Linked DNA regions of Danio rerio: region 2 is linked to region 1. Evidence: chromatin contacts called from public Hi-C data. All regions are on one chromosome and are shown on one strand. Each heading gives the region's core, a stretch centred on a gene start, on an enhancer-like site or on the middle of the called end of the contact. The rest is flanking DNA. Distances are from core to core; before and after follow the strand shown. Region 1 holds the start of crtc3 (CREB regulated transcription coactivator 3). Region 2 holds the start of iqgap1 (IQ motif containing GTPase activating protein 1).

Region 1 (6,228 bases), core at 3,319-5,818:
CTAAGAATTTTTAATTAAATAAATAATAACATACACTTTACACTGGTTTTTAGCTAGAAAGGATACATGATACACTTTTGCCATTTAGTTAACTTATGCAAGTCTGAAACATTTTATTTTGAGAAATCAAAGATTGAGATCCTTTGGTAATCTGGTTGGCCATCCGCTACATCCAGCAGTCAATTATTTGGTGCCGGTTTCCTGTAAAGTTTAGTTCTATCCCCAGTCAGACACACCTGGGCTAGCTAATCAAGCTGTTACTAGGCTTTCTAGAAACATCTCTGCAGGTGTGTTGAGGCAAGTTGGAGCTAAAATCTGTAGGACATCGGCCCTCCAGGACAGAGGTTAGGCACCCCTGGTCATGAGAATTACTTAACTTACACTATGTAACCATATTTGTGTGTTTGATTTGATTTATTTATTTATTTATTTATTTATTTATTTGGCAAACATCCTCAGATATTAAGAGATATCATGTACAGTCAGTATCAAAAAAAAAGTTGAAAAACCTATAATTAACCTTTAGTTTTATAAAGGCACTGTGTAAATTATTATAACTATTATTTATAGTGAACAGTGCTTCTTTTGTCCACCTAAACCAGGGGTGGCCAAACTTTTTCATAGTAAGGGCCAAAAACCAAACTTGATTGAGGGTGGTGGGCCAAAGGTAAATACACAAAACTGTATTATGTTAAAGTTGCTATTTGCTATTAGGGTTGCACGGATTACCAGTACATTGGTGGTATCGCGATACTATGGCTCCAAAATACTGGCTGTGCCACTGTACTTTATAAACGGTAGTATCAAAATTAATGGTTTATCTACAATACATAATGTTGCATGTGGAAAAGTCACTAAACTGCTCAAACATTTGTGCAACAATAGACCTTTTTTATTTTGCCCCCTATATTTCTACTCAGCCCCTCAAAGTTTTGCTATTAAAACTGTAAATTATTGCCTCAGTCCCCTTTAAATTTAATATGAAAACGGCAGCAGTATTCAGCTTCTTCCTGTCTTTTGTTTTTCATTTGATCAGCAAACCACAGCCGTGGACAGCGAGAGAACGAGGTGTGCATTTATCAATAAATTGTTAAAGTATCTGCTTATTTGCAGTAGTTTAATATAGATAACATTGTATCACCTGTATCCCAAAGTCAAGGAGGAGCAGTCTGGTTTTCTCAGCGTTCACTTCATCAGCACAGCTGTTTTCTCCAGCAAAAAACTCTTAATGACAAATTCGCTATTTTTATTTCAAAATGAACTACCAATATTAAACACTTTACAGTTCGTGTGGCATTAACTATACCATACAGTCTTGCACAGAAAGGATTAAACCAAGTGACAGAAGCACTTAGAGAATGTACTCGTTTAAACTGTCACTGATTTAATAAATGGAAATAAAAAATGCACTTGAATATAGAAAGTGTTTTTTACTATAGTAAACAGGTGGGTTGAGCCTATTTGGCTTATTCAGAACTCAAATGACTGTGGCTGTCTATGTAATAAAGTGGAATACAACCCATATTAAACACATTTTTAAGTGTATTACTATTCAATTACTACTTATAAATGTAATATTAGGTTTATATATACAGTTGAAGTCAGGATTATTAGCCCCCTTTGATTTTTTTTCTTCTTTTTAAAATATTTTTCAAATGATGTTTAACAGAGCAAGGACATTTTCACAGTGTGTCTGATAATATTTTTTCTTCTGAAGAAAGTCTTATTTGTTTTATTTCGGCTAGAATAAATGCAATTTTGAATTTTTTATGAACCATTTTAGGGACAAAATTATTAGCCCCTTTAAGCTATATTTTTTCTCGATTATCTAAAGAACAAACCACTTTTATACAATAACTTGCCTAATTACCCTAACCTGCCTACTTAATTTAATTCATCTAGTTAAGCCTTTAAATGTCACTTTAAGCTGTAGAGAAGTGTCTTGAAAAATATCTAGTCAAATATTATTTACAGACATCAAGGTAAAGATAAAATAAATTGGTTATTTGAAATGAGTTATTAAAATTATTATCTTTAGTAATGTGTTGAAAAAAAATCTTCTCTCGGTTAAACAGAAATAGGAAAAAAAATAAACAAGCGGTCTAATTTAATTTAGGGGGCTAATAATTCTGACTTCAACTGTGTGTATATATATATATATATATATATATATATATATATATTTTTTTTTTTTTTTTTACTTGTAAGGAGTTAAGCCCCTCTTAAATGAACATCCTAAATTCGCTCCCACTCGTTGACATTTCTGCATTGTCTTCTGTCCATTGAGTAACAGTATTTACATTCATAATCAGATTCATTTACAAATAAATTTCATTCAAAGATTTCATTTCAACTTTTTAGTTGATCAATAAAACAAATATAAAGAATTCTCTGTTAAAGGCATGTTAATGGTGGGCCAAATCAAAGGTCCTCAGGTCCTAGTTTGAGCATCTTTGACCTAACTAATCCTTATCATTTTAGCGCCTTTCTGCTTTAGGACTTAATGTTGGGTTAATTTACAAATGAATGTACATTATTCATTACAAAAAGCGTATACATAAATTTCCTTCTTTAATAATCCTGCTGAGAATCAGAGCCACATTAACAAAGCAATAAAACTGATGCTTATTTATTCAAGCACACTATTTTGCATAATGAGGTAATGGGTGAATTAAACAAAATTTTGAAATATCTAACAGACTAGAATTTAACCAAATGCCCAATGCTGATTTTGCAGCCATTCTGTCTAATGTAATATCATCAAAGCCCCTAAATGTAGTAAGAACATCTCTGATGTTACCACTGTTTTACTGTAGTAACTGTGGCATCTTGGGTAGAAACTATGGTTGCCATGGTGACTTCTGCAATCAAATCATCTGTACACCAAGAAAGAAATACGTTTGCAGAATACAACTAACTTCACCTCTGATCGAGTGTTGACTAGCAAATATGATGAGCTAAATTAAATGCATCAGCCCTTTAATGATGTCAATATGAATCAATATGCGTGCAGTGCGACAGCGGTGCTACAGACATCCACATCCCTCCTCACGAGCTCGATTGAACGTTCATTTCACATTCTCACTGACGCATTTGCGCACAGGACAAACTTAGACAGCTGAATTTAATGTATGAGATCGATGGAGCGAGGTAATTTCCTAATTTGGCTGAGCTTACCCTTGAGACAGTGAGGTCTGTCATGAGCTGCTCGAAGGCCCGCGTCTCCTCCGCCTGTTTCTGGTTGTGCAGCGCGATCTTCTCGCTGAACTTCCGCGGGTTGGAGCCACTCGAGCCCGGGGATCCAGACATGGTCGGGCCGCAGAGTTTCGTGATAATCTTCGCAGAGAACTGACAGTTGAATGTCTTCGATATAGAAGTTAAACGTGCTTAAGTTGTCCCTCCATGTCTGAAAAGCGAGGAAGAGTGCAGTCCAGTCTCTTTAATGATGTTTGACGAGGTCGCTTTAATGACAAGAGCTTTGCAACCATTAATGAGCTGGAAAATGCGATGAAAGCGTATTATTAACAACTTAATGGAGTTAATTTCGCTTGAGCGCCAATTATCGATGGTATCTGGGAATTCCTTTTATTTTAATAATGTCAATATTTGTATACAGGCGATGAGCCGAATTTGCTAAAAGTTTGTCAGGAAACTGGACATCGCTAAATTATCAGTTTCGCTTGGCATCACAAAAGTAGTTCTTGCTTTGTATCGCGTAAGAAACAGGATGAGAAATAAAATACTGCACGATACCAAACAGAAAAGCTTCTACTTGGAAATGTTTCACTTGGATTTACGAAACAAGTTCAGTAGCGACTCTAGCTAGCAGGCTAAATACTTTGGATTCTAACAAGAGCGATTTTAATTATGCATTTTTCATGATTCCGCATAAATATTTAAGTGCCTACCATTATTTATGAATTAAGGTTGACAGCTAGTGATTTAACTGTCTGAATGTGCGTAATTGATTGATATTGCTTGCTAATGTACGGCGTAAAGTCAGCCGTGACAGCTAACCAGCTAATGAGCAATATGATAATCAAAACAATACAAGCGATTTCTCTCAAACCGACTGTAAATGACAGCAAACACCCGTGCGACCTGTTAAAGAATCACTTATAAAGCTAATTCAGTTATCCTGATTGTCCACAACACTTGAGTTAGTTTCGTGAGATTTCAACAAGTGGTCTCGCCGATGTAAACCTCATTACGCATTCAAAACTCGTCTAAACAGGTACGCGCGACAGCAACTTCGCAGCAAAGTAACGTTAGCGGCTGAAAGTGAGCAACAGACACTGGCTGTCCTGCGGCCACTGATCGACCGCTGTTGACACACGAGTCTGCCTAAATGTTTAGATGTTACTGATTCGCGAAGTGCAGCGGTGAAATGCGATCGTGTGGTCCGCGTGTGCTGCGCTCTTCTCTCTTCTTCTCCGTGTCCATCACCTGTACATCCAGCTGAACTGCGAGGCTCCCGCTCGTGACTCCACGCCGCACATTTGTTTTGTCAACTCCGATCCCTCACTCCGAATGAAAACAAGCCGAGGAGAAAATACTCAAGCCTGCCCCAAAACTGCAAAGCGATTTTTTGTTTTATAAGTTGTGTCCACAAGGAGGCAGTGGAGTTCCCTTAAAGGGACACACACATCATATTTACGCTGAGAATGTGTAACTTATCATGCGTGCACACATAACGCAGGCCACTGTCAGAAAGTGTATTTATAGTAGGGAAGAAAACAGAAAATCTTAAAGGAGGAATCTTAAAGGATCAAACACTCGGAGCATTATCTGTTGTTAAAAATATATAGTGAATGTAAATAATAAGATTGTTCTTGAGTAGTAATCAGCCTCTTTAAATGGTTTCTGAAGGATCAAGTGACAGCAGAAGGCTGAAGTAGCAGGTTTGCCATCTTTGATTTCATTAACAGTTATTTACAAAGAATAGGGATGAGTAGGGATGAAAGAACCTTTTTTTTTTTTATAAAAACCTCATTTTAAAGGGCACCTATTTTTCCCCTTTTACAAGGTGTATGATAAGCCTTTGGTGTCTCCAGAATGTGTCTGTCTTAAAATGTGCATCTTAAAATACCCACCAGATTATTTATTATAGAATAATCCAGAATCTGCCCATTTTGATGTCTGAGTATACTGAAGCTGTTTTTGTAGCCTGTGGCTTTAAATGCAAATGAGCTGCTTCTCTCTGCCCACCGTTTCCACCTGTGTGTCTGCTTCTCATTATGCGTTACATCAGATAAACAGCAGTCAGTGACAGAGACAGACATGGATGAAGCTGAAATACAGGTCATTCGTAAAAAATACGTTTAAAAGTAAGTTTATTTGATGTATTTGTGGTGGAGTTTATTCAAGCCTTTCTGAAATGATGAGTCTCACACAAATGATGCTTGCAGTATACACACACACATATATATTAGCGTTTACTGATACCTTGCGCCCGTGGTCATTATAGTAGTTAGGAATTACATAGCAATTTTACTGTCTATTACAAACATGCTCTGTTTTAAAAATGTTTTAAACCTATAAAACTAACAAAAAATCACAGAGTTTTAAAAAATATTTTAATCCCAGTTTGTTTGCAATTAAATCTTCTGTGTGCATGTGTGTACTTGTTATTATAGAAACATGGCGCCTGTCAATCAATTCAGTGGGCGGGAAAATTGCACTTCAAGGTCATGTTGCGGTGGGCCTAAAAATCACAGGGATTTGGGTCCTACTTTAAGGTCAGGAAATTAAAAAAAAAATAGAGACTTGCTGAGTTTCTATCACTTCAGTATGAATGTGGACACACTATACCAACACACAGTTCTGTTGAAAAAGCTTCAACTTCAACCAAAATTCTACAGGCACTTTTAGCCTTGTAAAGTTAAGTAAAAAAAAAAAAAAAAAAAAAAAACTTGTTCAAAATTAGCATTACATAGCCTTAAAAGTTTAAACAATTTGTCTAGTTTGAAGATCTGTAAGAGGACAAACTTAGATATAGAGAAACATTTTTTCCCATTTTTTTTAACTGAACAAATGTCAATTCCAGCACATCTCAATATAGAGCTTATTTCAAACTAAAATAAATGATGGCAGTCAAACATTGTCTAAGATCATTTTTGTGTCTAGTTTAACCAATCTTTCCGCAATATATATATATATATATATATATATATATATATATATATATATATATATATATATATATATATATATATATATATATATATA
Region 2 (6,574 bases), core at 3,979-6,478, 130 kb after region 1:
GTGCTCCAAAACAGTGACAAAATTGGCATTTAGAAGATATAAACAACATCCATAGCTTGCAGTTTGTCACCTACACGTAAATAGACCAACGATTTTTATGACATCACCTCATACTCCAGTTTCTCATGAAACCTTCTGACTAATCAAATAGTATCATGCCCCACCCCCTTTAAGATGCGACTGATATCAACCACTCTCACTGGCAGAGCTGTGATAAAACATAATGCTGTAGGATGTTTTATTTTTTTTAAAGGAGAGGGACTACTATATGTCCTGCCCGGTCTTCATGTTTCAGTTGAGAATACACCAGACATCGAATAAAAATGCATATTCCAAAGCACTTCACTTTTTAAGACTTAAGCTGGACTTATACTTTTGCCTGGCGCTACATCGCGCACCTCCGCTGACTGCGCGCGCACCTCGCGAAACGGACAAGGCTTTTATACTCGCTACATTCGCCGTTGTGATATTCTTCAAAACGACAGGGGGCGGTCAAAAAAAATTGACCTCAAAATCAGACGGATAAACAGAGAAGTAAAAAGTTACCGGAACTGTGTCATATCATTAATATCATTCAGTATTTTTAAGCAAATTTTTTTATTGCATTTATAAATTATTATTTTTTTATTGCATTTATAACAATTTAAGATTTTTTTTTTTAATCAAGCTTTGATGCACCACTTGCTTCTGTTCATATCTCAAACAAGTTTATTCAAATATTAATGGCAACAGAACATGGGTTACACTACAAATATATTCTTTATTATGGCAAGAATAAAAGCAAAATAAAAGAGCTCATTTACTTAAAAATACCAATGTTTTTTTTTTTTTTTTTAGATTTAGCCCGCTCTACAGTTCACACAAACTGTCAGGCTAGTTTCTGTCCTCTATTATGCTAAAGCAGCAATAATGGTCCAACATTCCTGTCCATTATCACCAATAAAGCCTAGAGAAACAGGCACCAGTATATTGTAAATTGATAGGTTCAAATATTCCTTTCCAACTATCAAATCAATAATCTGTTCCTTAGTTATAATTTTGTAGCTATTAAATTGTATTAAATTCACATTTCTATATATACATCAGTGTAAAAATCTATGACTGGTGGAAAAACATATTTCTGTAATTGTGTACCTGGCTCACTTTTGCCATGGCCTCTTTAGTTTTTATAAAAACTTATCCCTCTTTACCTTTTAACAAAAACTTTCTCCTTTCCTATGACTGTTGCTATTTTTAGCCAAGAATTATTGGTCATCTCGTTATCTCTATGATCAGAGATCATAAAGATGTCCGTACAGTTGTTCTGTTTCAGACAAAATCTCTTCAAAGTGTTTCATATGCAACTCAAATTAAACGCACTGTTCGCTCGAGTTTTTAAAAAATGCCATGCGCTCCCCAGCCGAAATCATGTCGCGTGCACCCAAAGCGAACATCCGCAAACTCAACAATGATGTCACATTCGCTGCGCGCACTCAAGCGGTCACGTCGAGTATAAACCAGGCTTTACAGCACAAAGCAATGAGAGCCAGCAGTGAAAAAGAAGAGCATTACTAGTTGGAACAAACTGCTCTAAAATAAGCCATATTTTGAGGTATTTGTTGTTTAACTTTAAGGATTAGTTCACCTTAAAATATATTATGCAATTATTTACTGTTTTCTTTCAAGCAAATGCAGTCAGAGTGATATTAAGCAATTTCCTGTCTTCTCCCAGCTTTGTAAAGGCAGAGGATAGAGCCATGGTTTTTAAGGTCTAAACGGCACATCCATCCATTTAAAGTTATCCAAATAGCTCTAATAAATGACATAACTTATCGCAAACCCTGCTGCTTATATCAGAAGGCCTTCATAATAGTCTTTTAAATTAGTTTTATGATGGATGGATTGGCATTTTTGTACTTTAAAACCTTGGGCACCATTGACTACGTTTACATGGACATCAGTAATCTAATTATTTGCATTAATCTGAATAAGATTAATATATGATGAAGGTGTTTACATGAGTTGCTTTTTGAATGTTCCTTTCCTCATACTGTTTTACATGTTTTATAGCACAAAATTCCAATAATTTAATTGCGTCACCATCTAATTTCGGGTGTTTCATTTTTTATTTGTCAACTCTAACTGCAGTTTGGCACTTTCATTTTCATTCAGGATCATTTCATGCATGCCACCGTGACAAACGAGATATTGGATGAGAGGATGAACTGCAGGAAGAGTGTTGTTTTAATAGAATTTGATCAAAAAAACTCCACATTTTGCCACATGACTTTGGTGTGTTGCCGAGTCATGGTCTTTCACTGACTCGGTAGGTGCAGAGAATAGTGTCAAACAGCTGTGGGTGTAAAGATTATCCTGTCACAAAAGGCAGCGAAAAGTCCTACACAACTGTAATAGTTTGATTGCGGTGTTTACATGTCTGTACTAAACTTTAGTAATGACACTAAAATCGGCATACTCCATATGTCTTAATCCGATTTCTGTTTGGTTTGATTATGACCTTAATTGAATTAAATTAATCAAAAATCGATGTGACTCTTACGCCCTATTCACGCAAGGCGTCAACGCTTCCTATTCACTTTGAATGGGTGACTTCAGGCTTTGCTGAACTGCATTATGGATTCGTTGGCACCGCTTCAGCGGCGTTGCTCACTGCAGAAGTTGGGAAATTCGCATCTTTTCAAGCACGAACGCAAGCATCAGCGTCAGATCGCTTTATGTGAATACCCCAGCTCAGACAGTAGCGGATTGCGGACTTGTTTCATTGCCTGATGCTGCATTGACAATCGCATCAGCCACAACTTCAGACACGCTCTCGGTCAAGCGTTGATGCTTAAGTCCCATGTGAATGCGCGGTTAATCAGAATATCGTCTTAATCATATTAAAATCAGATTATTGGAGTCCATGTATATGTACTCATTGACTGCCTTTACAAAGCCAGGATATGCTTGTGTCTGTCTGAGACACCAAAGCTATACAGATCACCTAGAATGGCTTCAGAGTGAGCATTTTCATTCTTGGATAAGCTATACCTTTAACAGGTAATCCAGATTAAAATATTGGCTTTTAGAATAACATGCAAACCTTTGCAGGAGAAAGTAGTTTTTAAAAAATGATGCTACATGACTAGAGAAAATGGGTCATGCTTTCCTATTTAAAACTTCATCATCCATAATGCATCAGGCTTAATGTAACTGTCCACAAGTGGGAAAACACAAAAATGGGTAAATTCAATCTGTAATTTTCACCAAAGCTCCAGAGAGGTCAAACATCTGCGTTTAAATAATCTGGTAAATTTTTACTGAAATATAAATAGGCGTGTCCCTGTGTAAAACAGAGAAAACAAATAGTTTTCATTTACATCTGTTTAACTGTAACAATACAAAACTGCTGGCAGATTTGTCCACTTTTAACCTACACTTTTTCTTTTCAGCTTAGTCCCTTTATCCCTTAGTCCCTTAAATCCGAGGTCGCCACAGCAGAATGAACCGCCAACTTATCCAGCACGCGTTTTACGCAGCGGATGCCATTCCAGCCGCAACCCATCTCTGGGAAACATCCATATACACCCATTCACACCCACACACTACAAACAATTTAACCTACCCAATTCACCTGTACCGCATGTCTTTGGACTGTGGGGGAAACCGGAGCACCTGGAGGAAACCCACGCGAACACATGGAGAACATGCAAACTGCACACAGAAACGCCAACTGACCCAGCCGAGGCTCGAACCAGCGACCTTCTTGCTGTGAGGCGACAGCACTACCTACTGCGCCACCCCTACGCATTTTCTGAAAATGTACATCTTTTTATTGAAATAATGTGATGTAAATGATTTCCTTTTCAATCAAATGCTATGAGTGAATCGAATAGACCAACTGGTCGAATTAATCAAGACTCTAAACCGGTAGTTAATTGATACTTAGATGAATGCATGATTCTTTTTTTGAATTGTAAAACTGGCTATGATACACTCGATAATGCTTTGAAGTTGGTCATTTTTCTGAGAAAGTTTCACATACACAAGGCAAAAGTAATGCCTCCTTTATTTTTACGGTAAAGATTTAAAAATATTTCTCAATTCTTTAACTTCAATTACAAGAAGGCTTTAAAAGCATCACTAATAATGAACAAAATAATTCGTACAATCTAATAGTTTAAATATTATGGATCCCTGTGTGTGTGTGTGTGTGTGTGTGTGTGTGTGTGTGTGTGTATGAAGAGTTCAGAAGCAAAAACCTCTAAATGCCACCTGAAATGTTATTCTAAAATGAGCATTTTTATCAGGATCTTTTTTTCTGCATCACATGCTATGACTTTCATGTCATCGTGTAACTCTGTATGTCAGTTATATGCTTCAATAAAAAAATATACGTAATAATAAAAAATGTGAACCGATTCAAAAGATTCACTTTAAACTGACATGAATCACACTTCACCTGAGAGGTGTGGGTTATATTTGAAACCTGCATATTGAAAGGTGCAGCAGCTGTCAGCTAGTGAAAGATCACACTGTTTTAGTAGAAGAAACAGAGATCTGCATCGACGGAAGAAAAGTAGCTCTAAATTTAGCCAGTTTGGTAATGGGGGCTTCACCCAGGCCGGGGGGAAAAATAAATAGCAGCGCGCGATACAAAGACGCCTTTTTTCCAGCGTGACGTTCACCCTTCACTGAAGCGTTTTTAGTCATTGGTTTATTTCTTTTAAAAAAAGAGACAACACTCAAAGGTGAAACAGGGCTTCACTATGTGTTAAATTCAAACCACTGACCGCTTTACATAACCTTTTTTTCCAAGCAGCCTTGTCTAAATTGCAGATATCATACAGTTGTTTGATGCTCAATTTAACGCTCATCTTGATCTGTAGCTTTTAATGCTTCAGGAGATCAAGTGTGAGGATCTCGATGCTTTATAGAAGTACAGTATAAACAGCATGTTGGGGTGTTCAGAAATGTTGTCCAGGTGATCCTGCTCCATACAGTATTTTAATGCGGAAGTTGTAAACCATGCCGATGCAAACTTGAGCATTAAAAAAAAGAGCAGCTGTATTAAAACATCAGAAATCAAGTGAAAGGCAGCTTCCTTAAACCAAAGAACCTGCATAAAATAAAAGTCAAGTTTTCTTGTAACACATCGAGCAGAGAGTTAAACAAACGCCTGAAGAAAACGTATTAATACTTACACCCATATCTAGGTCGGAAACCGTCTGTCTCGTCTGAAGTTGACATGTTTTCTGAGAAAAGTTAAGTAGTCCAATTTCGTTTACGCGTTCTCGATGTAGTTTTTTAGGGCTTTTATTTAGACCTTGAGAAGGCACCTCTGGCCCCCTTTCTTACTTCTCTGCACTTCTCAGACTTTTTTCTTCTTCTTGAAAACTCACTGATGTCATGGGCGTGTTCCTTCCTAAATCCTGAAGTATGCGTTTCAGGAAACACCCATTTGAAGAACAGCGCTTCAAACCTTTTATATGTGACTGCAGCGCCCTCTGAAGTCACAGTCCGCCACAGCAATCTATAGCAGTGAGTCTCCAGCAGGGGGCGCAGCAAACTAACAAGGACCGCGCATAGACTGCAAAATATAGGGACCGTACTGTTTCAGATGGTATCAATTCAGGAAAATTAATTGATAAATGATTTAAAAAAATCAATTACATCATATGTAATCAAAATATAAATTACAACAGTATAATACAATTTCCACTGCTGATCAAAAGTTTGGAATTAGTAAGATTTGTTCATTAGGCCTAAAAGATTCATTTAAAATGTAAATAGTGTTTTCTGCTCAGGCTGAATTCACCTGATCAAACATCAGACATAAAATAAAAGCATAAATATTCTGGAATTTTATTTTCAATAAAAATAATAAAATTATTTACATATTTTATGTAAACATATTTTTTAAATGTTATTGTCACATGATCCTTCAGGAATCATATGCTGATGTGTTGGTCATTTTTACCCGTGAATATAAATTCCTTATAAAAATGAACCATGGTTTTACTATTATTATTTTACAAGGTATTTATATTTATTGGTGTCACAGTGGCACAGTGGGTAGTACGATTGCCTCACACTCACAGCAAGAAGGTCGCTGGTTTGAGCCCCGACTGGGCCAGTTGGCATTTCTGTGTGGAGTCTGAATGAAAAGAAAATGAATGAATGAATTTGTATTTGTTTTACTACACAGTAAAAAACTCCTGGTTACCTTAAGCTGAAATTAAATTAACCTCAGGAATTAATGGAGCTCATACTATATTAAACAGACTTAAAACAGCTTGCGTAACTTATAAAAATTATGTTGGAACGTGATTACCTTAATTTAATAAGTCACAATGAAGTAAAGCATAGCTGTCATGACTAATTGATCGTATAATTATTTAGTGTACAAATATCATGGTTAGGCTAACTATGTGGTAATGGCTAGTCACAAAACTCTGGGAAACAGGCCTGACAAGGATCTAGCCTATTTCTTTCTTTCTTTCTTTCTTTCTTTCTTTCTTTCTTTCTTTCTTTCTTTCTTTCTTTCTTTCTTTCTTTCTTTCTGGTTTGTTTAATTTAGCTTTAATGTAGGCCT

The links. Hi-C and Micro-C count contacts between places; a contact is called where the count stands out from the background.
Region 2: a Hi-C map of hematopoietic stem cells shows a contact between it and region 1, with 3 times the contacts expected there. The contact joins the promoter of iqgap1 here to the promoter of crtc3 in region 1. A contact is called at or near these places in 2 of 18 Hi-C or Micro-C datasets (hematopoietic stem cells and an unstated tissue).

Annotation. Positions count from the first base shown.
Region 1 is chr7:52,470,572-52,476,799 of GRCz12tu, forward strand. crtc3 (CREB regulated transcription coactivator 3) reads right to left here and starts at 4,569. Exons shown (of 15, transcript XM_073907312.1): 1 at 4,447-4,569; 2 at 3,178-3,406. The coding sequence starts at 3,309.
Region 2 is chr7:52,601,728-52,608,301 of GRCz12tu, forward strand. It overlaps iqgap1 (IQ motif containing GTPase activating protein 1), which reads right to left and starts at 5,229. Exons shown (of 37, transcript NM_001308966.1): 1 at 5,184-5,229. The coding sequence starts at 5,229.